Linked DNA regions of Mus musculus: regions 1, 2, 3, 4, 6 and 7 are each linked to region 5. The links are chromatin contacts, called in public HiChIP or PLAC-seq and promoter capture Hi-C maps. All regions are on one chromosome and are shown on one strand. The core of a region is the stretch at or near the end of the contact, and the rest is flanking DNA. Distances in the headings are between cores, read along the strand shown.

Evidence for each region. Promoter capture Hi-C pulls out the DNA fragments that hold promoters and counts their contacts. HiChIP or PLAC-seq counts read pairs in DNA pulled down with a chosen protein or histone mark.
Region 1: a promoter capture Hi-C map of pre-B cells shows a contact between it and region 5, with 3 times the contacts expected there. The contact joins the promoter of Zfp740 here to the promoter of Calcoco1 in region 5.
Region 2: a promoter capture Hi-C map of 3T3-L1-derived adipocytes shows a contact between it and region 5, with 4 times the contacts expected there. The contact joins the promoter of Copz1 here to the promoter of Calcoco1 in region 5. A contact is called at or near these places in 9 of 39 promoter capture datasets (the 3T3-L1 cell line, 3T3-L1-derived adipocytes, the C10 cell line and 6 more), 3 of 115 datasets of contacts at active chromatin or transcription factors (forebrain, neural tube and stem cell-derived neural progenitor cells) and 1 of 9 other capture datasets (pancreatic islet).
Region 3: a promoter capture Hi-C map of pre-B cells shows a contact between it and region 5, with 2.6 times the contacts expected there. The contact joins the promoter of Zfp385a here to the promoter of Calcoco1 in region 5. A contact is called at or near these places in 7 of 39 promoter capture datasets (cranial neural crest, embryonic stem cells, liver and 2 more), 1 of 484 Hi-C or Micro-C datasets (embryonic stem cells) and 7 of 115 datasets of contacts at active chromatin or transcription factors (the 230-238 cell line, bone marrow-derived dendritic cells, bone marrow-derived macrophages and 3 more).
Region 4: an H3K4me3 HiChIP or PLAC-seq map of embryonic basal ganglia shows a contact between it and region 5, with 4 times the contacts expected there. The contact joins the enhancer-like site here to the promoter of Calcoco1 in region 5. A contact is called at or near these places in 6 of 39 promoter capture datasets (the 3T3-L1 cell line, cranial neural crest, hippocampal neurons and 2 more), 7 of 115 datasets of contacts at active chromatin or transcription factors (T-cell acute lymphoblastic leukemia, embryonic basal ganglia, embryonic stem cells and 4 more) and 1 of 9 other capture datasets (embryonic stem cells).
Region 6: a promoter capture Hi-C map of pre-B cells shows a contact between it and region 5, with 4 times the contacts expected there. The contact joins the promoter of Igfbp6 here to the promoter of Calcoco1 in region 5. A contact is called at or near these places in 5 of 39 promoter capture datasets (the 3T3-L1 cell line, the C10 cell line, fetal liver and 2 more) and 1 of 9 other capture datasets (adipose tissue).
Region 7: a contact with region 5 is called in an H3K4me3 HiChIP or PLAC-seq map of embryonic stem cells, with 8 read pairs. The contact joins the promoter of Itga5 here to the promoter of Calcoco1 in region 5. A contact is called at or near these places in 1 of 39 promoter capture datasets (pre-B cells) and 1 of 115 datasets of contacts at active chromatin or transcription factors (embryonic stem cells).

What each region holds. Positions count from the first base shown.
Region 1 is chr15:102,201,955-102,205,151 of GRCm38.p6, reverse strand. It overlaps Zfp740 (zinc finger protein 740), which reads right to left and starts at 1,507. Exons shown (of 8, transcript NM_001289691.1): 1 at 1,350-1,507; 2 at 66-581. It overlaps Csad (cysteine sulfinic acid decarboxylase), which reads left to right and starts at 100. Exons shown (of 18, transcript NM_001359126.1): 1 at 100-1,013; 2 at 1,892-2,015; 3 at 2,578-2,708.
Region 2 is chr15:103,271,371-103,274,550 of GRCm38.p6, reverse strand. Copz1 (coatomer protein complex, subunit zeta 1) reads right to left here and starts at 1,663. Exons shown (of 9, transcript NM_019817.2): 1 at 1,610-1,663. The coding sequence starts at 1,627.
Region 3 is chr15:103,337,906-103,341,550 of GRCm38.p6, reverse strand. It overlaps Zfp385a (zinc finger protein 385A), which reads left to right and starts at 1,465. Exons shown (of 8, transcript NM_013866.2): 1 at 1,465-1,504. The coding sequence starts at 1,495.
Region 4 is chr15:103,298,952-103,302,248 of GRCm38.p6, reverse strand. It overlaps Copz1 (coatomer protein complex, subunit zeta 1), which reads right to left. Exons shown (of 9, transcript NM_019817.2): 9 at 2,384-3,297. Among named protein-coding and RNA genes, the nearest start is that of Gpr84, 9.8 kb to the left of the region's middle. Within about 2 kb of position 1,843, at least 115 of the 459 cell types and tissues checked have an H3K27ac peak or open chromatin away from gene starts, as enhancers often do. A contact at or near this core is called in embryonic basal ganglia, forebrain and hippocampal neurons, where this site is marked.
Region 5 is chr15:102,720,634-102,724,020 of GRCm38.p6, reverse strand. It overlaps Calcoco1 (calcium binding and coiled coil domain 1), which reads left to right and starts at 1,843. Exons shown (of 15, transcript NM_026192.3): 1 at 1,843-1,974.
Region 6 is chr15:102,142,673-102,146,257 of GRCm38.p6, reverse strand. Igfbp6 (insulin-like growth factor binding protein 6) reads right to left here and starts at 2,072. Exons shown (of 4, transcript NM_008344.3): 1 at 1,374-2,072. The coding sequence starts at 1,710.
Region 7 is chr15:103,365,407-103,368,897 of GRCm38.p6, reverse strand. Itga5 (integrin alpha 5 (fibronectin receptor alpha)) reads left to right here and starts at 2,107. Exons shown (of 30, transcript NM_010577.4): 1 at 2,107-2,598. The coding sequence starts at 2,372.

The DNA of each region.
Region 1 (3,197 bases), core at 258-2,757, 520 kb after region 5:
GTACACCGGGTACAAGGTGCTTTGCCAATGGCCCATCAGTGCCTGTGACGTGATATATAGCCTACCTCCTTCATTTGACTGGAAGCTCCCTGAAGGCAGGGGCTGTGGCCTGTCTCCTTTCCTTCCTCTAGATCTCCCCCTGGCGCTTAATACAGAGCTCGGCTCACTGGGGATGGTCAATACTGTTGGCTAAGGCAGAATTCAAGGGTGACACTGCAAAGAGGCTTCCCAGTGAACGGTCTTGAAGGAGGACTCGAGAGCTTTTTACCTGAGCCATGCTGACTTCTCACTTAACGAACCCAAAAAGTTCAGAAGTTCTCTGTCCCAGTTTTCCTTAAGACACTGGTTGTCTGAAGAACCGTCACCAAATCACAGTAACGGCTCCTCCCCGTTCTTTCAGTTCCTTTGCCATATTGAACTGTCTTCTCAAAGAACTCGGTGTCCTCCAAAAGGAAAACAGGTGTCCCAAGAATCCGCAGTCTCTCTCTGACTTCTGCCTCTTGTCGGAAGAAACGAGAGTCTACCAGTCTTGGTTTCCAAGTTGAATTCTCTTGGTGAAGCTCTAGGTCTGTTCCAGAAACCTGAAACCAGAAAGGGAGATGAGGCCCTTAGGTGTAACATCTTCAGGCCAAACAACGATCGAAGCTCCCTCAACTTATTTTGCTGGGCGTTCTGAAGCTCAAAAGGAGGACATGAGTCGAGAGCTTTCTTTCTAGGTCAGTAGAAGAAACTGGCCTCCTGGGCCGAAAGAGCAGCCAACGGGAGCAAAAGTAAGTTGGGCCTCCTATAGAGAGGATCTGCCAAGAGAGTAAGAGCTGGGATTTGCCATCTTAGGAACGGAAGAAGGGGGCGGAGGCCCTTTGGGGCTTTTGTGCGGAGTGGGCCGGCCTGCAAAGCTGGCACTCCACAGACGAGGGCAGAACTGTGTTGGAAGGAAGCTCGGGAGGCCTCCGCCGAGCGCCGGGGTGGCTGGCAGTGCCCGCACGTGAGCGTCGCTCGGAGTCCGCCCGAAGGTTCGTAAATTCGCCGCCGCGGAGGCGGAGGGCGGGCGTGTGTGCGCGCGCTCTGCAGGCAGCCGCAGCGCGCAGCCCCGGGAGCGCCGAGCCGCGCGCGACCTGCGTGCTCGCGCCCGCGCTTCCCCCCCCCTTCCCGGGCAAGGCCCCCTCTCCCGGCGGGGCGGTGGGGGGCGGGGCGGCGGCGGCCCTCCCCTCGCGCCCCCTCCCTCCGCCGCGCGCCCCTCCTCCGCCGCGCTCCCCTCCCCCCTCGCGCGCGGCGCCCCACGGCCTGCGAGCTGCTGTCCGCCCGCTCGCCCGCCCGCTCGACGCTGCCTCCCCGCGGCGCGCGCCTACCTGCCTGGCGCGGCCTCCCGCCGTCTCCTCCGCCGCGCGGCGCCCCCTCCAGGCCCCAGGCACCCCGTGCCAAGCCCGCGGCCGCCGCTCCCCGCGTCGGGACCGAGGCAAGTTTACAAACACCAACCCGGGGCCCGTTTCCCCGGAAGCACTTCTCCGTCCCCCTCCCCCTCTTTGCCAAGCGGCCACATCCACTTCCGGGCTCCGGAGCCGGGACAGGAGGGGGGGCCCTCCGAAAAGGGGTGAGGCTGGGGACGCGCGGAGAGCTGCAGCTGGCGAGCGGGAGGGGGACGGCCCGGAGGACCGGAGGAGGGTGGTGCGAAGGGCGGCGCCTGCGCCGTGGCGCGCGAGCGCCCCGGCCGCCATCTTCACTGAGGGCAGCTCCCAGGCTCGCCTGGAACCTTTAGGGAACCTTTAGGTACTGAGTGTTCTTTGAGAAGGTTCGCTAGGTGCGCTGGTTGATTCTTGCAGAATCTCCGTCTCTCTCCTGACGCCCCAGGTAGAAGCCGGGACAGTTCGTACCTCTGATCTTTTTTTTAAAGCTTGGTGAGGTCTGTTTTTCCGGTGCCTGCTGCTGTGGGGTGCAGACCTGCAGACTGAGGTCAGCTGGGAGGAGAGTTGAGCCGTTGCGCAGTCCTGCGGTACACACTAAACCACAATCTGCATGTGAGTCTCAGTGAGTTCCCTCAATAGCCAAGGCAAACGTGCTCCGGCCCCGCAGTCTTGACCTAGCCAAACTAGGCTTCCTTTCAAGAAAAGGCCTTTTTTCCCTTCAGTGGACTAGTCTTGTTGGAGATTTGGAAGTGCGTGTTGTCCTCTGGGCCAGGCCCCCTTTGGAAATTTGAGCCTATCCTCGAATACTAGCGCCCCACTTGTAGCATTAGAGAGGAGTTCTGCTAAAAGATAGGACTATTCTAAGTGCACACTTGGCAGAAGGAAACGTGAATTCCACTTAAGTCCCAGTTTCTATTCTAACTGCTGTCTGGTGAGTTTAAGTGACAGTAAGACACTATCCAAAAAGCATATGGATTCCTAACCACAGTCCTGTACCTTTTACACCACTAAAGTAAGTTCCATTTCCCTTAGGGTCATTCTGAAACTGACATAAAATGGAGAGACATGTCACCAGGAATGTTTTTAAAACAAATGTAGGGACCTGAAGAGATGACCCAGCTGTTAAGAGTGCTTGCTGGGAAACTAGGACCAGAGTTTGGATTCTGTTTTCCAGGTTAACAAGCCTGCTCTGACAAAGGTGGAGACTGGAGAATCCCCTGGACTTGCTGGATTCCACCTTAACTGAGAAAATTAGAGCCCCAGGTTGGGGAAGAGACCTTGCTTCTAAAGGAATAAGCAGTCCAGGTGTGTACAGGCTCTTGAACTTGCATGGACAGAGTCACATCAGAAACAATCATACAGTTTTAAACATTAGCTTAAGCAAGGGAGTGTAGCCGGGTGTTGTTGGCACACACCTTTAATCCCAGCACTTGGGAGGCAGAGGCAGGTGGATTTCTGAGTTCGAGGCCAGCCTGGTCTACAGAGTGAGTTCCAGGACAGCCAGGGCTACACAGAGAAACCCTGTCTTGGAAAAATAAAAAAACAAAACAAAAAACAAAAAAAAAAAGCAGGGGAGTGTGACAAATATCTTTAATCCCAGCACCTGAAAGGCAGAGCAGGCCAATCCCTGTGAGTTTAAGGCCAACCTGGTATACATAGCAAGTTCTACCAGCTAGAGATACACAAACTTTATTTATTTATTTGTTTGTTTGTTTATTTATTTTAAAGATTTATTTATTTATCATATGTAAGTATACTCTAGCTGTCTTTGGACACTCCAGAAGAGGAAGTCAG
Region 2 (3,180 bases), core at 414-2,913, 550 kb before region 5:
CATTAATTTTGGTTTTATGAGACGAGGTCTTATTTTGTAACCCAGGCTGGCCTCAAACTAGCAACAATATAGCCTCAGCCTGAGTGCTGGGGTTACAGGTGTGAGCAACCACACCTGATTAAGAAGACCAAAAACATCCAAGGAAACTAGTTTCACAGACTCTATCCACATCGTCACAAGATTTTTAAAAACTCATTGACCGGTATAGTAAATACTTGAACTACTCAATACATTAAACATTTTGCTTCAACTTGTCCAACACATATGATGAGAATAAATTCTCTTTGACATTTGCAAGAAGGAAAGTAAGGAGGTTTGAACAGATAGGTCAGTGGTTAAAGTGCTTGTCATACAAATAAGAAAACCAAAGTTCAAATTCCCACATAAATGCCAGGTGAGTATAGATGTCTGCCCTGGCTACGTGGCAAAGTTGATTCCAGTCAGACCTACATGAAACTCTCAGTGAGAAAACTAAAACAAGTTGATGTGGTGGCACATACCTCTAGTCTCCGAATTTGGAGGGTAGAGGTAGGTGGTCCTCTGTGAGTCTGAGGCCAACATGGCTTACATAATGAGTAGCTAGGGCATCAGGAAAGGGAAAGGTAGAGAGGGACCCTGTCTCAAAAAACTTTTTTTCCTTTAAAGAAAGAAAGAAGAAAAAGCTTTTTTTCTTTTACTGACAAGAGTTTGATATGTACACTTACAAGGAATATAAATGAAAACAGGAGCTAAGGAAGACTCTTAGAAACAATCCTGGAGTCCAACTAAAGGAAAGAAGCTGGGAGTTAAATTCCTACACTAACACACAGACACAGGTAGGCAGACTCATGGGTCTCTAAACTGCTGGCCAGTGTCTTGAAAGAAATGCTCTGATCCTGTTCTAGGGGGCAGAACAAGCAGAAAGGATCAAGGGACAAGAGAGTTAAATGCACTTCTATAATCACAATTCTCATGTAAGCAAGAAGGCTGAAATGGATCTTACAGTATGAGTTCCTAAAGTCTGAAGGAGGGGAGAGTAGGAGAGAAGAATAAGGAGTCAGAAAAAGATATTCCAAAATCTATACTAGCTCTACCAAGTATTCCTGAACCTGGATGGAATGCTGACTCTCAATCATGACAGAATTACATACTAAGGATTAACAGGAAAATAAAAACAAGTTTTGTAAAGGAACAGGACATGGAATTGCCAAAAGGTAGTCGAATTCTGACCACCACCAGGAGGATCTGGGACTGACAAAACACCTCTCTTCTGCCATTGCAACTTGGGGGACTAGAATATGAGGGTTTGGGGAAACTCAAGTAGGTATGATCCACAACAAAAACCATCGGGGAGAACTTGAAAGACACCCCTCCAGCGCAATCAGAATTCTCCTAAGGACCCTGCATGTTCTCTTCAACTTTGCCACCGACTCCTGCTCTCTTGCCGGCAAGGCTTCCTACTCTATACCGCGGCTCTAGCTCCCATTGTAGGCCACACTTGCATTGCACAGATAGCGGGAGCTTTGGCCCCCGAGGCCTGCCCGGAACCCTCTCCCGGCCCCAGCTGATGAGCCCCACCTCCCGGACCCCCTGGACACCACAACGGAGCCACTGGCCCTCCAGCTCCTACCAAAATCAGCGCCTCCATCTTGCCCGTAGCTGCTGCCGACGTGGAGTCGCACAAGCGACGTCACCGCTGATTGGCCCTGAGTCTTCGCTAGGTCCCGCCTCAAAGAGGCAACATTGGGTGAAGATGAGCCAGCCTTCGCGTCTTGACCAGTCAGCGTAGTCACTCGCTTCACGGAAGCCAACTGTCCAGCCAGAAGAGGCAGCTGTTAGATTGTCACCCGGAATTTTCAATGAAAGGCCAAAACCTCAGCACTGAAGGGGCGGGAGGATCATTGAGGGCGGTGTTGTTTCCATGGGGAACGGAGGAAGCGATTGTTACTTTGCTATTGGTAGGAGGAAGCCACGTGATTCTGTCAGCCTCCAATTCGCACTCGCTATAGGGGGTGCTATGTGTAGCCCTTAACATTAGCCTTGCTGAGAAGCCCTACCCGAATACAGATTCCCATCGCCACCATTAGGATATCCACAGCTGTAGTGTCCTTGGGTCATTTCAACAACCTCGGAAAGTTCACCAAGTTAGCTATAGGCAGCCAAGCGTTAACTACACAAACCAAGGTCTCGAGAAGTATATCCCAGGATATACACGTGTGGCATGCACACATACCCAATAAATATATATTTTTTTAAGATTTATTTATTTCATTTATATGAGTACACCGTAGCTGTCTTCAGACACACCAGAAGAGGGCATCAGATCTCATTACAGCTGGTTGTGAGACACCATGTGGTTGCTGGGAATTGAACCCAGGACCTCTGGAAGAGAAAGCACCCAATGTTCTTAACCACTGAGCAATCTCTCCAGACCACCCCCCTCAATATTTTTAATGTAATTTACTTAAAAAAAAAAAAAAAACTGTGGGGACTGGAGATATGGCTCGGTAGTTAAGAGCTCATATTCGATGGGCAGTGGTGGCACATGTTTTTAATCCCAGCACTTGGGAGGCAGAGACAGGCGGATTTCTGAGTTTGAGGCCAGCCTGGTCTACAAAGTGAGTTCCAGGACAGCCAGGGCTATTTAGAGAAGCCCTGTCTCGAAAACAAAAACAAAAAAAAAGAGCTCATACTCTTCGTGTGGAAGACCTGAGTTCAGTTGCCAGCTCCTATGCCCCGTTGCTCAGCTTCAGAGAATCTGCTGCCCACTGCCCACTTTCTGTCTGGGAGTTGAGTACAGGAGACCTGCACTTTGATGGACAACGTTTTCCCACTTTGGTTCAATTTGAAATAGGATATCAAGGCATTGGAGATTAGAGCGAATGGAAAGAAAGCTATCAGCTTCTGACCCCCAGAACAATAAGAGTTACAAGGCCAGAGATCATTAGCCTTTGACCTCCATCTTATGCTGTGTCCCACCTCAGTACCTGACCCTACCAGGGCTGGCCCCCCTACACCTCTCCGTGATCTCTGCATCAGTTCCTACCTCCAGGTTCCTGCCCTGCCTGAGTTCCTGTAGTTCCTGTCCTAACTTCCTTCAATGATGAACAGCCATAGGGAAGTGTAAGCCAAATAAACTCTTTTCTCCCTAACTTACTTTTTTGGCCATAGTGCTTCATCACAGCAATAGAAACCCTAAAG
Region 3 (3,645 bases), core at 216-2,715, 620 kb before region 5:
CGTTTTAGTATGTCTCCTCCCCAGGGGAGAAACCTGGAAAAGGAGAGGAGGGGCTAAACCTAGGAAGCAGGCTTTCTGTTATAGAAGTGCAGGAGGATTCCAGCAAGTTAGATTCAAAGCGAGAAGATGGCCTCTCGTGGACCCAGAGATCCCACATCTTTCCTCAAAGCAGGATCACAGGACTCAAAGACTAGGGTGCCGGCACCCATCTTTCACCTAGCCTTGAGCTGGAGTATCTTGGCAATTGCAAACAGCTTTTCACAGATGGAAGGCAGACATTGCTGAGGCTCACAGTAGGAACAAATCTAAAATTCCTGCACCTGAGTTAGCAATCAAGCCCCAACTTCCCGCCAGAAGCTGGAAATGCCCTCCTTTCCTCAAAGTTTCTGAATCCAATCCTATCACTCATGACCCCGCTTTTCACTCTTGCCTCCACCCTCCCTAAACCATGAGTGTTCCAATTCCCAGTCTCACCCCCTCTCCCTCTGGCTGGGTTGGCCTAAAGCTGGCTGCTTGGCCTTCTGGGAACTCTGCCTGCTGCCCTCCCTCTTGTGGCAGGTACAGACAGGTTCAGGCTGTAGCAGCTGCATCTTCCCTAGATACCTATCCGACTCTCACACTCCAGCTTCCTCCTGTTTGCCTTAGGAACATCCCATTCTCAAACGTCTCCCCAGCCTTCTTACACCCCTGCCACCTGAATCAAAGCTCTTCTTGGTAAGGTGTCCTGCATTTAACCCCGGGATAAATGCCCCTCCTCCCCAGCTCAGTCCAGGACATCTCTATAAGGTTGAACCTCGCTGATTCTGACCTTCTGTCATCTTCTAAATAGCCTAGCAATCACCACTGCAAGCTTCTAATTTCTGCCTCCTCAGGACCACTGAATGCAATCTGTTCACTTAGCTTCCCCTAAGAACACTGTCAGATAAACCTCGAATCCATCTTCAGAACCACGACTCACCTCTGATAGTCAGTCTCGACATCCTGCTCCGAAGCGGAACAAAGTAGGACCCAGGCATCCTCCCTGCACCTCCAGGGCCCACCCAGCCCATTGCTCTAGAGGGGCATCACTATCCCACTCAACCCGGGCTCTGTTCCTCCCCAGATCACTTAGGATCCTGTCCCTCTATCAGCTGAGAATGAGTCTTCCCGCCCTCAGACTGAGCCACTCAGGAACCCAGGCATTTTAGTTCCCAGCCTCCTCAATAACCTCACACCATCTTGTTCCCCAGCCCCAGCTAAAGCGACATCCTAAAACCCAGAGATTGGGGGCGGTAACTGAAAGGCTGGAGGAAGCGGGAGGCTGCCAGGACGCCCCCTCGCGGAGCCCGGGGTGCCAGGGTGCCCCCTCCGGTCTTCACCTGCTGTGGGCCCCGCCCCCGCTCCGCCTCGGCCCGCCCCTGCTCCTCCCCGACTCCTCCCCCCTGTACCCCGAGTCCGACCAGAACGGCCCCCGGGACAGAACGACGCGGAACCCCGGGAGCCAGGGTCCCCAGCATGATCCTCGGTGAGTGGTCTCCACGACTCTGGGATCCGGGTCCCTGGTTCCTTCTCACTGGGTCACCAACCCCCACCCTCCCTCACCTCGGCACCGCGGTGACTGCGGCCGCCGGTCTGCCACTCATTCCCCCTCCCCCCTCATCTGGCTGCACATCTGGGGTCCCCTCTTCCTCTCTTCCCCTAGCTGCGGTTTCTCCTGGTAACATAGGGAGGGGCAAAAGGAAGGCCGAGAGAGCGAGACCCCCGCCCCATAATGAGAACATTGCGTATTCATGAGGCTCATGAATATTATAAGACAGTGCAGGAGAGACTGTGGGAGGGGGCTGGTCCTGGCCTGGTAGAGTTGGAGTAAAGGTTCTGACCCGTCACCTCCAGCGCCTTCCCCCACCCTTGGCTTAGCCACTCCGACAGCCTTCTGGGCCCAGGATAAGAGGGAAAGGAGGAAGTGGGGGGCGGAGGAAGAAGATGCTGGGTGTAGCTTCGAGGTGAGTGTGGTGGGAGGTGGGAACCTGACGGGTGAAGATAAGGGGGCTGGGTAGAAGAGCGGGTGGGAAACTGTCCATCCCGGGCTCTTGCGGCTTAGATCCTGTCTCCGCAGCCATCCTGCCCCGACACGCCGGGACCTGCCCCTCTCTCCCTGCGCCGGCTGCCTGGGCCCTTCTTCTTCTCCTCCTTCTTCCCTTCCACCCCAGCCGTGGGTCGGGGGCTACAGGAGACCAAGGAGAGAAGGAAAGTCAGAGTGGGGGGAAGGGAAGTCCCGCTGGGCTCTGACAGCCAGCCCGTTCAGCCTTGGCCACCCCATCTTCATGACCTACATCGGGAAGGGAGCCCCAGGGATGGGGGAGGAGAGGGCCTAGCTGTACTCCGGACTCCGCAGCAGCCCCTGCCCTCAACCCTGCTGCCACAGCAGTGCAGGGCCTGCTCTGACCTCTGACCTCCACCCTGGCTAGGCCGGTTCCAGGGCCCTGTTTATTGTGAAGCCCCCTACCACTCTCAGACACCTGTGGTCTCCCTGCCCCCACTGAGGACACCTGGCTCTGTGCTTATGCTGAACTATATCCCGTGTCCTCATCCCTCTCCCAAGACTCTCTGCCTGTGTTCTCTTCTTTCCAGTGACTGTGTATCTTTCCTAGCCCATTTCTCCACTCTTGCGTCCTTCCTCCATCTAGCTGTTGTGTGGTCTCAGCCTCTCTCACGACTTTTATGCCTTGCTTCCCTCCAGCTGGCCAACCATCATAGCTATTTAAATCCCTCTGCCCCAAGGCTGTCTCTAGTAGGTGGTCTGCCTTCTAATTCCGGGAGACACCTCAACACAGTTTAGACTCAGGACCCTAACACACAGGCTCCACATTCTGCCTACCGTTGTGTTCCTGTACTCTAGCTGTATCCTGGGCCAGCTGTAGCGGCTATAGCCTGCTTGCCCAGAGTAGGCCAGGCTAAGCCTTGTTTGCCCTGGTCTGGAGGCCACTTTAAACTAGGTATCAGGCCTGGAAGACCCCTGCCAACACCCAGCCACAAGAAGACTGAATCCAAACTCTCTGACATTGGACCCTGCCACCAACTGGCCCCAGCCATCTCTTTGGAGGACATGATAATTAACTCCCTCCTTTTGCCAAGTCCACAGGGGGTGGGAATCTAGTGGTGCCCCCATTCAGCTTAGCTTTCCTCTCATCCCCTTAAATCCCAACGAGGGAGGAAACTGCCTGCCAGTGCTCAAGACTCACCTTTAGAATCATACTGAGGTGTTCGGGTCTGAATGCTAAGGTCACTGAGTCCTCTACAAGGCAGCCCTAGAGGAACCCTGAGATGGCTGTGCCCAGCTCAGCTGTATGTGGTGTCTCATGCCTATCATCACAGCAGGTTGGGGGAGGTTATTGGGAGTCGAGGCTAAAGAATAAGTTCATGGCCAGCCTAGGCTACAGAGTGAGAACCTAGCTCAAAACAAAATTAGAGCACACATAAGAATCAGGGCCTCAGGGTTCAAGATGGTAGTTCTGAGTTCAGACTCCTAGGCTGCCACTGTCTAAGACCCTGGTTTAGTGAGGGGCGGAAGCCTGGAAAGGGAGGGTTCTTCTGATCAGGTTGGGAAGATTTCCCAAAGCTCTGCAATAAGCCCCTCCCTTTCTAGGCATCACCTCCCTCAAAGCC
Region 4 (3,297 bases), core at 594-3,093, 580 kb before region 5:
CTCTAAGTCCTGCCACCCCTCTGTCTCAGTTCAACCATGAGCCCTGTTCCAACCCAGCAGAGACCTTTAGGTGTCAGGTTACGGGGACGAATGGGAGGAAACAGGCTCTACATAAGTCCAGTGGGTTCTGCTATGGCCAGGAAGTAGAGGACGGGTGCCTGGGAGGTGAGCTGAGAGGAAAGTGCCACTAAAGGAGAGCTGAAAGGGCCTAGGGAGACCCAGGAAGACATAGGGCGAGGACACTGAAGGCCAAACACCAAATAAAGAAGGGCTTGGAGTCCCTGAGTGTTTGGGGTGAGACTAAAGGGGGACATGTGGGGTTATTTAAAACATGGACCCAAAAACAAGGCCTGGAGACCCAGAGAGAGATGTGAAATTGCAATATGCACAACACAGCCCCAGTCATGGTCTCTGGTCTGACTAGAAACTCCTTAGAGGCTCTGCCTATCCCTGGAATGTTGGTTTTGTGTTCTGGTCATGTTAGCCTCTCTCTTCCAGTTCTCCCCATAGAGGATGGCATCAGCTCTGTCTGCTGCAGGCCTCAGTCCTGCAGCTCATTTCTCTCCTGGGGTGTAGCAGGGGCATCACCCTTCACCCACCCATTCCTTCTTTGGTCAAAGAGGGAGCTAGAGCTCACCCAGCAAAGGGTCCTGCAGTCGGAATGGGGTGAAGCTGCCTGGTCATGGTGGGAAAAGAGGGAGCACGCATGGGCACCAGGGGAGGGAGGGAGGGAGGGAGGGAGGGAGGGAGGGAGAGAGGGAGAGAGAGAGAGAGAGAGAGAGAGAGAGAGAGAGAGAAGCCTGAAGGGGCACTTGAGGAAGAGACTGCAGCAGTAAATCACTCTGTGGGGGGGCTCCCTCTGCCTGAGCTCAGTGGGGTGGGGAAAAGAGAGACAGTGGGGTAGGGGCAGCATGGGGAATCGCCACATCTGGCAGGCAGGTGTCTGGCACTGTTCAGGCTGTAGTCTCTTTCCCAGCCAAGGGGAAGAAGGGAGGAGGGCCTCCTAAGAATCCCCAGGGGAAGAGGGAAAGGTTCACAAACAGGAGGGGGAGGCAAACCAGACAGTCCAAGTCACTGCTGTTTTTGTTTTAGTTAGTGCTAAGGATGGGTTTGCAGAGTCCCAAATGAAAGTTGCTCACCAGAGGACGGGGTAGGCCAGGGCACCAAAACTTCAGTCTTGGTGGGAAACAGAAGGCTGGAGAAACAAGCATAGAGAACTCAAACGGAAAGAACTACGCTCCTGTTGATATATCTGCTCACGGAAGAGGCCTCAACTCCGTTCTAACTCTGCTGTCCCAAGCCAAAGGATATACAGGCCATGAGGAGCAGGTTGGGCTATATAAAGCTGGGCACTGCCTCTCACAGACCATACAAGCAAAGATAGAGGGCATCATAACTCTTCTCCCACCAGGCCTCCAGCTTCCAGTACAGGGCCCCAGGCAGGAGTGGTCCAGCATTCAGCTGTCTATCTGCTTAGAGGGATCCTGGGCCCAGGTGCTTCACAGCTGCTGTGCCTAAGGTTTCCATAAAAGGAGGACCATACATAGGCTTCATCCCGTGTTGCAGAGGCTCTTCCCATTCTGCTTCCCTCCTTCCCCTTTTCCTTGTCCGTCCTAGGTTTGCAGACCCATGCTAGAACAGTAGATAGAGGTGATAGAAGAGACCCTACAAATCTCAGGGGAGAGGAGGAGTCCCCGCATTGCCCCCTCCTTAAAATCCTGCAGAGGAAGGGGGAAAGAAAACCAAAGCATTCTCCTGTCGCCGCAGCAACCATAAAACCCCCAGCTAAATCCATCTTGTGAGCTCACCGCCCCATTAAGATGCAGGGCCAGGCTCTGCGCCAGCCCAGCCACATTCATTTGTGCGAATAAAGGTAGAGAAGGGGGAGGGGAGCAGGCTCTGGAGGGATGGGGAAATGGCGAGAAGAGGTTATTTACACCACCGTCCTGACCTTCTGGAGCAGCGCAGGCTCCGATAAATAACCCGCTCAGCGCCGTTTCGGAGGAGTGGGAGGTGCGGGAAGGGAGCAGGGGCTGGAGGAGAGCCTCCACGCAGGTGCGCGTCTCCGGGTTACTAATGGCTGAGGCGGGAGCAGGCAGCTGGCTTTGGGGGTGTGTGGGGGAGAACTCAGTTCCCTGAGTCTCCCACTGAGAAAATACCATCCCCACCCCACCCCTGGCGCCAATTTCCAGGCGAGGGGACTAGAGATGCCAAGGAGGCAAACAGCCCTGTAAATTAGGGGTAGGGGGGACTGCTGGGGAGTCTCTGAGGTAGAAAGGAAGAAATATTATAAGAGGTGGGGTGCGGGGGCGTGGGGGTGGTGGCTGGAGGAACAGGAATAGCTGCCAAAAAAGGGAGGAACAGAGCCATCACACAAAGGCAGTTTGGAAGAGATTCACTTTATTCCTAAGCCGCACAGCAGCGTACAAGGTGGACTTCGCCTGACTCCATTTCTTGCAGAGGCCGCCTCCAGTCTGCCCACTTCAGCCAGTGCATGGGCCAGAATGCTTGCTCAGAAACGTTTTTTCCTAAGTCATTTTCACAGGGATATGGGATCAGGGAGCAACATTACACCCAAGAACGGGAATCCAAGCCTCAGAGGAAAGGTACTGCACCAGGTCCTCCATTTCCAGGGAAGACTGATGCAGAGAGGGGGAACTCAACAACAGATTGTAGAACCAAAGCAGAGAAATATGTGAGTGTGGCGCTGAGGAGAAGGAACACGGCAAGGCCAACGTCATTACGGCTCTTTCCATCCTCAGTTCTGAGCAGAAACTTTTCTAGGGACTAAAGTAGTTTGGGTTCCAAGGTCTGGCTTTGCTCCAGGGTGACAGAGGCCACAGGCAATGATCTCACAGGTTCTACAGGCAGAGAGGTGTGGTACAGGCCTAGAGAGATGTTCTCAGGACCATGTGCAGGTACAGCAGCTTTGAGGCTAAAGGCCAGATCAAAGTTGAGGCTGAGGGGACTAGCTCCAAGGGCCTTTAAATCACTGTTCCTCTGCAGCTTGTCCCTTCCCTACAAGCTGTTCCCATTTCTTCTAAGGCAGAGGATAGGGCAGCAGGAAGGAGAGAAGCTGAGGCAAAGAAAGTATGGCCTCTGCCACTCCAAACCCACTTGTGCTGAAGTTAGGAGTCCTCCATTTGCTGGCTATATGGGCTGCTGGGATGAGGGCCCTTAAGGCACAGGGAAGAAAACACTCAGCACATTCTTTCTCTTGCTTTGATGATCTGAAGTACAGCCACAGTAAAGGGCCAAGAAACCAAGGAGAGAATGGGGGGTGGGCGAGACAAGTGT
Region 5 (3,387 bases), core at 594-3,093:
ACACATACTTGTTGAATGATGGGGCTTCCCGTTGCCACGTGCCTTCACTGAGCACATAAGAGCTCAGTGAATATTTATCCCCTGACTAACACTGCTTCTTACAACAACAGAATTTAAAGCCACATTAATACAGTGCTGACTACTGGAACTTGAACCCTGATTCTGCCACTTAGCTGGATTAACCTCACGAATTACTCAGCTGTCTGAGTGTTGCTCTCATTACACGTAAAATGGGGATGATAATAGGGCATACGTTATGGCTGTTTAAAAACGCTGTAAGCATCCCAAACATGGAAGTTGTTATTACCTTAGCTCTATTTGAGACTGAGATTTTTACAAGCTTTCATTCTGAATGCAGACAAAATAAACATTTGAGACTTGAGTCTTTGGACAGGCTTCACTCGTAGCTAACCCAGGACCTTGAACTATCTCCCCATCCAGCAGCTTGTGCCCTAACTCATAAATCCTGACTAATGACACAGACATGTCATCTTAATGTTTGTGCAGCCCAGTGACTTAATGCTTGGAGATCTTCAAATGAAAGGCACCCAAGGACAGCATCAAATACCCTATTCAATCTTAAAAGGAAAAAAAAAAAAAAAACTACCAAAAAAAAAAAAAAAGTAAAAGAAGAGGCGCCGCCAGAACCTACTGCCACAGATAATTAGAATGGACCCAACCAGGAGAGGACAGCTGTCTTTCCGGCATAACTATTTATTTGTGAGACAGGGTCTCCTGTGTAGCCTGAGTCAGAATCGAAATCTCCAGGATCTCCCTGCCTCTGCCTCTTCAATTGCTAGGGTTATAGGTGTGTAGCATTACATCTCACTTAATCCTTTAATATTGAGAAAGGGGGGGGGGGTTGAACTCTTCCAGGGTTGGAGGCCACCCACAACGATGAGGACGGTTCAAGTCCTTAAGTGACTGCGGTGTGGGAACAGTGTGACTCTTTCGCCTATCAAAACAAAACAAAACAAACAAACAAACAAAAAACAACCCTATAGCAACAATTGTATTGTTGCTCTAATTAATTTAAGCCAGTTAAAAGGCTTGGGCAAACAAGCCTCTCTAAGTAGCTTGTTGTGAGCTGTGGCAGTCCTGCCAAGCTCTCTCTTCAACCGCATGCTTTTCATTCCACAGCCTAGCCACCATTTCAAGCTATGTCCCCTAATCCTAGCCCCAGAAGCCACTCCAGGGGGAGCACGTGCAGGTGTGGTATGTGTGTGTGTGTGTGTGTGTGTGTGTGTGTGTGTGTGTGTGTGTTATCGGACCCCTTGGCATGGAAATCTTCTCAAGCTGGAACCAAACAGTAAGCTTTGAGACTTTTACAAGCTCTGTCAACCCTGAAGTCAGAACAAGCTAAAAATAAATAACCACTACCACCCCTGTGAGTTTCCCCACCCACAACATGGTGGCTGTAGCTCGTAGCTTGGGAGAGGCCTGGCAGAGTTCTACAGTTTCATAGCCCTGACCCTAGAGGATTCCTTAGACAAGTTTTTTCTTTTGTAAGTAGATATAACACTACAGCCTATCTTGTAAAAGCGAACAAGAAGGCTGTGCTGGAAGCGTTCCGCCCCACCGAAAAGAGCTGTGCAGAACGCGTTAAAGCCGTCAACTCTCCCACTAAGCATGCTACGAACCAGCAGCCTCCACTAGATCAGCCTGCCCTTTCTTAAGGAATCATGGGCCGTGAAGTCCTTTGGAAGACACACCCTCCTGAACTGCCTCGGGAGTAAGAACTACATCTCCCGGGATGCCACGCTGAGTCCATCACCGCCCCGCCCTCTTCCCCGCCCCTCGCGCGCAGCCTCCTGGGACATGTAGTTCCACAGGTAGAAAAGTAGACAGTGTCGAGTCATAGAAGAACCACAAGCCCCAGAAGCTCTCGCGTCACTCTTCCCCTCCCCTCCTATAGTCGGAGTGCTGTTTTTGTTGTTGGTGAAAGGTGAGGGGAACAGCTGATCCGTCCGTGGGGTAAGAAACTTGGCCTAACTGAGGGTGGGCTTACGCGGGGGTGGTCAGCCCGCTTCTCAGCCTGCGAAAGGCTAATCCGAGAGAACTGTAGAAGAGGACGGTAGGAGCGTTTAGGTTTTAATACTTTACGCACTAAGGAAGCCTCCCCCACGTTTCGGTTTTGTTGGTTTCAAGGGGGGCCTTGAGGAGTAGCCCGCATTGTCCTCACTTTCTTGCGGGGCCTCCTCAGTAAAGCTCGATCCGATTATGGAAGCTTGAAGGGACTGAAATATTTGCTTAATCTTTTCCAGGCAAGTCTTTGCCCTCACAGACCTTCTCTCTCTTACCCAAATCCAAAGATCCAAAGGCCTTTACTACGCTGAATCCCTGAGGGGAAAACTTCCAACTTGTGGAACGCCAAAACGCTGAGAGCCCTACAGTGGAGAGGGGACACACACACACACGCACACACAGAGAGGGAGAGAGAGAGAGAATGCATTTGAACATCAGCATCTGACCACATACACTTTCAGTTCTGAAGAATATCTGCAGCTGTTACAGATTGTCTTTGTGGGAAAGGAGGGGTTTGGGGTTCTCAACGGGTAGAACTTTAGAGACAGATCTCACTCTAACCTAAGAAGACTTATATTGAAGAAAACACGGAGTAGCTGTAATGAGAGATTTTTCATAGATGAAAAAAAAAAAGCCGACAAAGAAACTGTTTCCTATTGCATTGCTGGCCCACCTTTCCTTCTCCATGGAGTGTTTAATTTCTTTTAAAGTTCCTCCCCCACTGTCTCAGCCTGGTGTGGGTTTGTGATGTTTGGGGGTGTGCATATGACTAGTGGTGATGTCTGATTGGACACATCAGCTGCACCTGACACAGGAAGCAGATGTGTGGGCTAGAGAAAAGGGCTGCCTCCCCGCTCTGGACTGAGGTGTATTTTTTTTTTAAGTTAATATACAGTGAGTTTCATTTCAAACATGTACACCATCCATACTTTGTTCTTATTCATCTCTGAGTACTACTCTGTTTTAACTTTTTTTTTTTTACTTCTGTGTGTGTGTGTCTGTCTGTCTGTGTCTGTGTGAAGATAGGTGTACAGAAGTCTGAGCACAGCTTGGGGATATCAGTTCTCTTCTCCCAACCTTGAGTTGGTGGCAAGCACCTCTACCCACCCAACTATTCTACCCCCTGAACTCTTGATTGTTGTTGTTGCTATTATTATTATTATTATCTATTTTCCAATTAGTTCTCCCTAGCTAACTCCATTTTATCTGCTTATCTCCTGCCATTAACCCAAACATATGTCAAGATTTGGACTCTTAGAATTGAGGCTAAGAGGAGCCAACAAGAAAATGGGTATAGGGTACTGGAGCTGGGCTAACACCCAAACAAATCATTAGCTTTCTAGCTCTGCTCCCGTCAAGATG
Region 6 (3,585 bases), core at 823-3,322, 580 kb after region 5:
AACGCTGTTGTCTGTCTGGGTACCATATCTTCCTCAGACCTTGTCCCTCACTCCCCCCATTTAATGCCAAACTGGGATGATGCTTCAAACTGCCTTCTCCAACCAAAACACACCTTCTCAGAGGAGCCCTAGAACCCTGAGCTCTGACACTAGAAACTGGAGCTTCAACCCCTCACTCCAGTGTGCTCGTGTGTGTTCCTGTGTGTATGTGTGTGCTTGTGTGTGCTCATGTGTGTATATATGTATGTGCATGCGTATGTGCCAATGCACATGTGGGGGGACTCATGTATGCATGTGCGTGCATGCGTGTATGTGTGTATGTGCATGCATGCATGTATTCTTGTGTATATATTCATGTGTGCATGTGTGTGCATGTGTGTGTATGTGTGTGCCTCTGTGTGTATGGTGTGTGTGTGTGTGTAGGCTGGCCTGAGATTATGTAGCCAAGGCTGACACTGACTGACCTTCCCGCCTCCACCCCTAAGCACTGGAATGGCAGGCCTGCACTGCCAAATGATCCAAATTCATTTCTCATCCCTTTCTATGGAAAAACCAGGGACTTGCTATCTTCCATCTCCCGTTGCTCTTCACCCCCATCTTTGGGGTGCTGACTCACTCTAGTCCCACCCACCCAATGACTCAGTCTTCTGTGTTCATCCCTGGGATAGGGTGGGGCTGGAGGGCATCCAATTCCTACCAGGTTTAAATCATAAGTCTGATTTGGCAGATTCCTTCTCTTCCCACTTCTTCAGCCCTCCCCAGGCCCTCTAGGGCCTGCTCACTGCCCCGGTGTCCACTGCCCCCGTGCCCACCGTCTGCAGTGCCTGCTACCCCCGGTGCCCGCTGCCCACTGTGTTTACTCCCCCGGTGCCGATGCTCCCGATGCCCACTGCCGTTCACAGTGGCACTGAAGGAGGAGCAGGAGACATTTCTTAGTGTGTGGAACTAGAGTTTGAGATTCCCTTTCCTCCTCCTCCATAAGGAATCTAGGTCCTGTCTCCAGTGTGAGCCTGGAGAGCCATGGCGTTGACCCTGCGGGGTATAGAGGAAAGCTGAAACTCAAATCCTCCATCCTCCGCCTACATACGTCTCTTTCCCTTTGGAGAAAATAGATAAGGGAAAGGGAGAGCAGAGGAGAATTCAGACATCTCTCTTGCTTATTCTAAGGTGCCCCTATCAGCCTTATAGCTGTCCCCTGACGTTTCCACTTCACGTTCCACTCAAGGCCCAGGAAGAACCAATGGGCCGGTCCCAGAGGCTTGAAGAGGCTGCCCAACCTGCATCTGTCCAGATTCCTACCAGGAGAGACTTGCTTCTCCTATCTCAGGTAGGCAGGTGGGAAGCGGGGAGGGAGGGGGGAGACATGGACTCACCCGACGGCCCTCTGGCGCGTTGACAGCGGCCCTGGCCGATTAGCAGCGCCCGCAAAGGCGCCTCTTCGTTCTCTCGGGGTTGGCACTGCAGTCCTGGGGCGCACTTAGGGCTGTAGACCCCGCACGGTTGTCCCTCTCTCCTGAGACAGCCTCCGGCTTCTGTACAGCCGTCTGCAGGCGATCCCGCGTCTTCCTCCTCCACGCAGCCCCCGCGACAACCAGTCTGCATCCCAGCGCCGCAGCCGGGGCACCCCGCTAAGGCGGACCCTGAGCCCGCAGCGAACAACAGCATTAGCAGCATGAGCAGCGGCTGCGTGGGCAGCCCATCCCAGGTCATGGTCAGAGTTTTTGCCCTGTACACTCCTTCCAGAGAGTCCAGTGCAGCTGCTGCTGCGGGCTCCTCTTTAAGAAGCAGAGGTCTGGGCCCGGCCCCTTAAAAGCCAGGTGAAGGGGGAGGGGAAAAAGGCAGTCCCTTAACTGGGTGGACTGGAGGGCCACCCACCTGGGTCCACCCGGCTTTTCCCTCCCTTCTTCTCCGCCGCTGTTTACTTCCCAAATTGTTCTGATGTTTTTTTCTTGCTTTGTTCCTGGGAATCTCGCCCGGAATTTGGGAGCTGTACATCTGGCTAAAGGGATTGTGGAGTAGGGAGGAGTAAAGGGGAGGACAGAGAAGGTGAACCGTGAAATCCAGTTAGCATGAGTGTATGTGCAGGAAGATGAGGAACCTGTAGATAGTGTGAGAATATTGGGGTGGGGGACGGTGATAAAGGTGACCCGAGAAGGGATAGTATGGGGGTGGAGATTGGGGGTCGGAGGGACTGTGCATCGTGAAAGAGATGTGTATAAACGCTAGGAAAGATGTCAGGCATATGGGCAGAAGCTCCCACGGAGGGTAAGAAACAGACCCAGAGAGAGTTGGTAAAGCAAACGGGGAAGGTAAAATAAAGACTCCTGGCCTGTGTCTGTGAAAAACAAAACCATAAAAACGCAAGACCTAGCCTTAGAGACAATAATAGGAAAAGCTGGGGCTGCTGGGGGTAGAATGAAGACTGCTTTATGAAGAATACACCTTGAGTAAATGTAGAAACCCTCGGAGACCCCGGAGCTGAGCTGGGGACGGAGGTAAAAGTAGGGGACTGTATTCTAGATGCATTTAGGGACAGTGGTCTGGCCACAGACTGGGCCTCACTCTCATCTCTGCACTTCAGATTAGCTTGTCTCTCCGTTGCTTTTTTCCTGTCTCCTTTCTATAGTCGTTCTTTGGGTCTTCTGGATTTCTCAGGCTGATCTGTGCCCAAGATTTGGGAAGGAACTGGTCGGAGAATTTCAGTACCAGATTGCGCAGTTGCCTCTGCTAGTTGGCTGCTCCTGTTCTGCCCATCGAAAGAAAGGCGTGTGCCTGCTCAGCGCTAGGCAGAGTCCCACTCAAGGCAAGGGTGGGCGGGTCCTCAGTACTCCTACGGCTCTCAAGAAACAAGTGGGATTGCTACATTGGACCACCCCGCCCCGCTCAATTCTGAGTTATGCAACAACAATCTCATTCTTTCCTAAAACAAGGGCCTTGGGCAGTGACTAAGTTTAAATTCTGGGCCCCCAAGCAAGAATGTCAGCACCGGCTTCCTGAGCTTTTAAGCAGATACAAAAAAAAAAAAAAAAAAAAAAAAAGCCGGAGGCTTCTCTGAGATTTTAGGTTTTAACAGAGTTTAGAAAGCGATGTTTTCCCCGTTGCCATGAGATACAGATGCTGATTGAACAGGCAGGAAAAAGTGACTGTTATCGTCCACCAAGGCCCTGGAGCCTCCTCTCCATGTTCTGACCCCAGCGTGGGGAGCCTTGGTTCCCGTCCAAGCCCTTATCCCTACTATTTATTTACTTTTTTCACTGCACATGTATCTAGCTAGAGTCTTTTTTATGGACTCAGGTGATACGTATTCTGCCAATTCAAGACAAAATAAAGTATAAAAGCAGGTTTATTGGGGGCAGCTCCCGGGAGAGTTCACCGACCACACAGGAGAGGAGGGGGTTAGTGAAGTCACCCAGCAGAAGGAGACAGAGAGGAGGGGGAAGAAAAGGAGAGAAAGCCATGAGCAGGGAAAGAAGAGATGCAGAGAGACAGACAGACAACCAGAGAAAGACAGACAAACTTCTGAGGGAGAGGAAGCACAGCCCCTGGGTTGGAAAATTCAAAGTAGAGGGCAGGGTATGCCAGTGT
Region 7 (3,491 bases), core at 858-3,357, 640 kb before region 5:
ATCAGGCTGGGCTGGCAAAATGGTAAAGATACTTGCTACCTCACACTTGATGATCTGAGTTTGATCCCAGGGAGTCACATGCTGCTCTGTTGTTCTCTGACCCATACATGAGTGTCATTATCTGTGCACGATCTCATACACACAAAATAAATGTAAACAAACAAACAGAATTTTAAGCACTCAGGTCCTAAACACTCCGTAACTGGTTAGTCATGTGACCTTAAACAAGTCATCACTCTATAGCAATTTTCTCTTCTAAAGAAAGATTAAATGGACACCCTCTGGGGATCTTTCTCTTACTGGCCTGGAGGGTTATGCTGAAGTCCCTCCAAGCAGGAAGAAATTCCAGTTCAGACTCAACAAGAAGCAGAGCAAAGGGAGGCTAGGCAAAGGCAAGGAAGGCAAGTGAGAAAGCTAGAGGTGTCAGGGCCACTGGGTGAGGACTTATAAGGGCAGAGAGAGCCAAGAGAGGAGGGATATTGGGGAGAGTGGAACAGCTAGCCAGAGAATGACTAAGGGGCTCCTGCGTAAACAGGAGCGAGGAATGGACAGGGAGGGTGCCTGTTTGAGTTGGCCAATGTTGGGGGATTGAGGAGGAGGAGGACCAAGGCAGGACACTATGTCCCCTGTCCCCCACCAAGGCTCCTGGGAGGATCTGAGTCACACACCTCCCTAGCTGTATACCTCCCCCCTTCCTCCCCAGCTCCTAAATCCTGGGAAAAAAATCTAAAAGTCTGGGCTGAGAAAGGAGAGGGCTGGATTCACACATGTGGGACCCAAGCCTCACATGAATGTCTATAAACAGTAAATAAAAGTCCATTCTCCTCTTCACCTGGGTTCCCCCCCTGGCCAATCACACCAGAGGTTGACTTTGGGTACTGCTTGCCTCAGATCCTGACCCACAGATTCCTTATGTTTCCCACCTGACGAAGGGTCAGGACCTGCAGATGTGAAAGTGGAATGGAGCCAGGGTTAGGCTGTAGTCTGTTCAGCTGGCCTCTCTCTGGGGCTGCAATTGGCCCTGGAGATCTGCTTTTGAAGATCTAGCTGGGTGACTGAGGACAGAAAGCAGAGTAAGAGTAACAGATGAGAGGAAGCATGCAGCAGGAAAAAAAAAAAAATGACTCTGGGATTTTTATTCAGCATCCCCTCAGGCCACAACGGGTCAAAAGAGAAGGGCAAGAAGAGGGCAGGATTTTACTCTGTGGGCCTTATTCTGAAAGGGGAGAAGTCCTGGAGGAAAAAGGCTGAGAAGGGAGTAGAAAGCAAAGGGGATTAGGGGAGACTGTAGGCCTCTCTCCCCTCCCCCCAGACTAAGATAAAGACCAGAATCCTGAAAGGTGATCTCATCACACACAGCCTGAGCTAGGGGCTAACAAGGTACCTTCACTTACTACCACCCCTTCCTCTACTTACACAAATAATGCAAGTGTCTTGGGTTTCAGATGGCCAACAGAAGCTGAAAGTTGGTTCCCTTTGAAGACTCCCCACCACCACCATCACAACTGCTACCCATCACTTATCTTTCTGGGGCTTATCCAGGAAATCAGGCAATCTGATGAAGGAACTGAATTGAGAGGTTGGCCACTTGGTCAGGTATCAAATCCAAGAAAGGGCCAGAACAGAGACTTCCAAACCCAACGTTAGCAAATAAAGCCCAATGCTCCTGTGTCAGAGACCCCAAAAGTCCTATGCTTTCCACTCTATCAGCTTGGGGAGGGGCAGCCGCGGAATTCCCGAGGCCAACGAAGCTACCCCAGGAGGCTGTCTGGGGAGCGTTCAGTGACTGGGCTGCAGAGTCCCAATCTAGCTGGCCAGAACCCAGGCACCCAGTGGCCCCGGAAGGCAAGGGGAATCCCTGTTGGCCGGACGCCAGAGGAGTCCCCTGTCTCTCGACCCCAAAGTTTTTTTCCTGAAGAAATGAGGGAGACACACACACACAATATTCAGGCTCCCTCCGCCCCCCAGAGGTGATTCCTTTCCTCATTAGGAAATTTTCTGCTCCCTTTTCCGACTACTTTTCCGAGCGTTTACGTTGTACATCTGGAAAGGAGGGGGAGGGAGGAGGGGGAAGCGGAGAGGAGGGCGAAGAACCCAAGCCCGCCCAGTCTGAGCCAGGCCAGACCACCGGCCTCCAGCTGGGGCCGGAGCCAGGGTTCAGAGGTGCGGCCCCCCACGCCCCTTCGGGTGCGGGGCGCGGCCTCGGCGTCCCCGGGACCCAGGAATGCCCCCCCGCCAGCCGGCCCGGCGGCCGGGGGGAGGGCCCAGCCGGGAGTTTGGCAAACTCCTCCCCGCGTTGAGTCATTCGCCTCTGGGAGGTTTAGGAAGCGGCTCCGGGTCGGTGGCCCCAGGACAGGGAAGAGCGGGCACTATGGGGAGCTGGACGCCACGGTCGCCTCGATCTCCTCTCCACGCGGTGCTGCTGCGCTGGGGGCCCCGACGCCTACCGCCGCTGCTGCCTCTGCTGCTGCTACTGTGGCCGCCACCACTCCAGGTTGGGGGCTTCAACCTAGACGCGGAGGCCCCGGCGGTGCTCTCCGGGCCCCCCGGCTCCCTTTTTGGCTTCTCCGTGGAGTTTTACCGGCCGGGAAGGGACGGGTGAGTGGCGAGGTTGGCGGCGGGAAGCGGGCAGGGGGCCACCTGGAAACTGGGGGCGCGCCGAGGACTGGAAGCGACCAGGACTTGAGTTGGAGGGCGGAGTTTGGAAAGACCAAGACTTGAGTTGGGGGCCCAAGCTAGAATTGGGGGCCCGCGCTGCAGCAGGGAGGGACCGTGGCCGACGTGGAGTGTGAGATCGGTGTCGAAACTTGTGTGGCATGAGGAGAGGACCCGAATCTAGAAGCTGGAGAAGTACAGGCAGGGTCTAAGGGCCAACCGGGAGGAGAGGGCGCAGAAAGCTTAGGGTCTCTGGCGATCTGTGGGCTGCGGGAGACCTGTGGCGGGTGGGAGTCGAGGGGGGTGCGGAGGCCGGGCAGGGCCTTAGGAGGCAGTGGAAGAACCTCGAGATCCTCGGTGGGGCTATTGAGAGGGTTGGAGCTGGGTAAGCGTGTGCCGTAAGAGGAAAGACAGACTGAGAGGGTCGGAAGGTTATGTGGGGGCCAGTCTCATCCTCCCCTCCCCCATCAACTCAGACTCGGGAAAGACCCGGGAGGAAGACGAAGGCTCCCTCCCCTTTCTCCTCATTCTCCTGAATTGCCTCCCACCCCCAGTCTCTTCAGGCGAAGAGATCCAAGAACTTGGGGAGAATCCCAGAACCCTGGCACTGGGGGTACTAGGGCTAGTGGCCGGATCAATCCAGGGCGGTGCACGGATGTGTCGGGAGGGGTGTGAGTGCGCGCGCCTGAAGGGGGGTGGGCGGTTTCCCTCTTGCTCTAGCTCTTGGGAGGAAGAGAAAAGCTGATTTCCTGTAGCTTGTCGGCTGTAGTAGAACTCAGACTTCTGGGACTAGGGTCGGAAGCTGAGAAAGATATAGGCTCTCTGGGCCCAAGAGC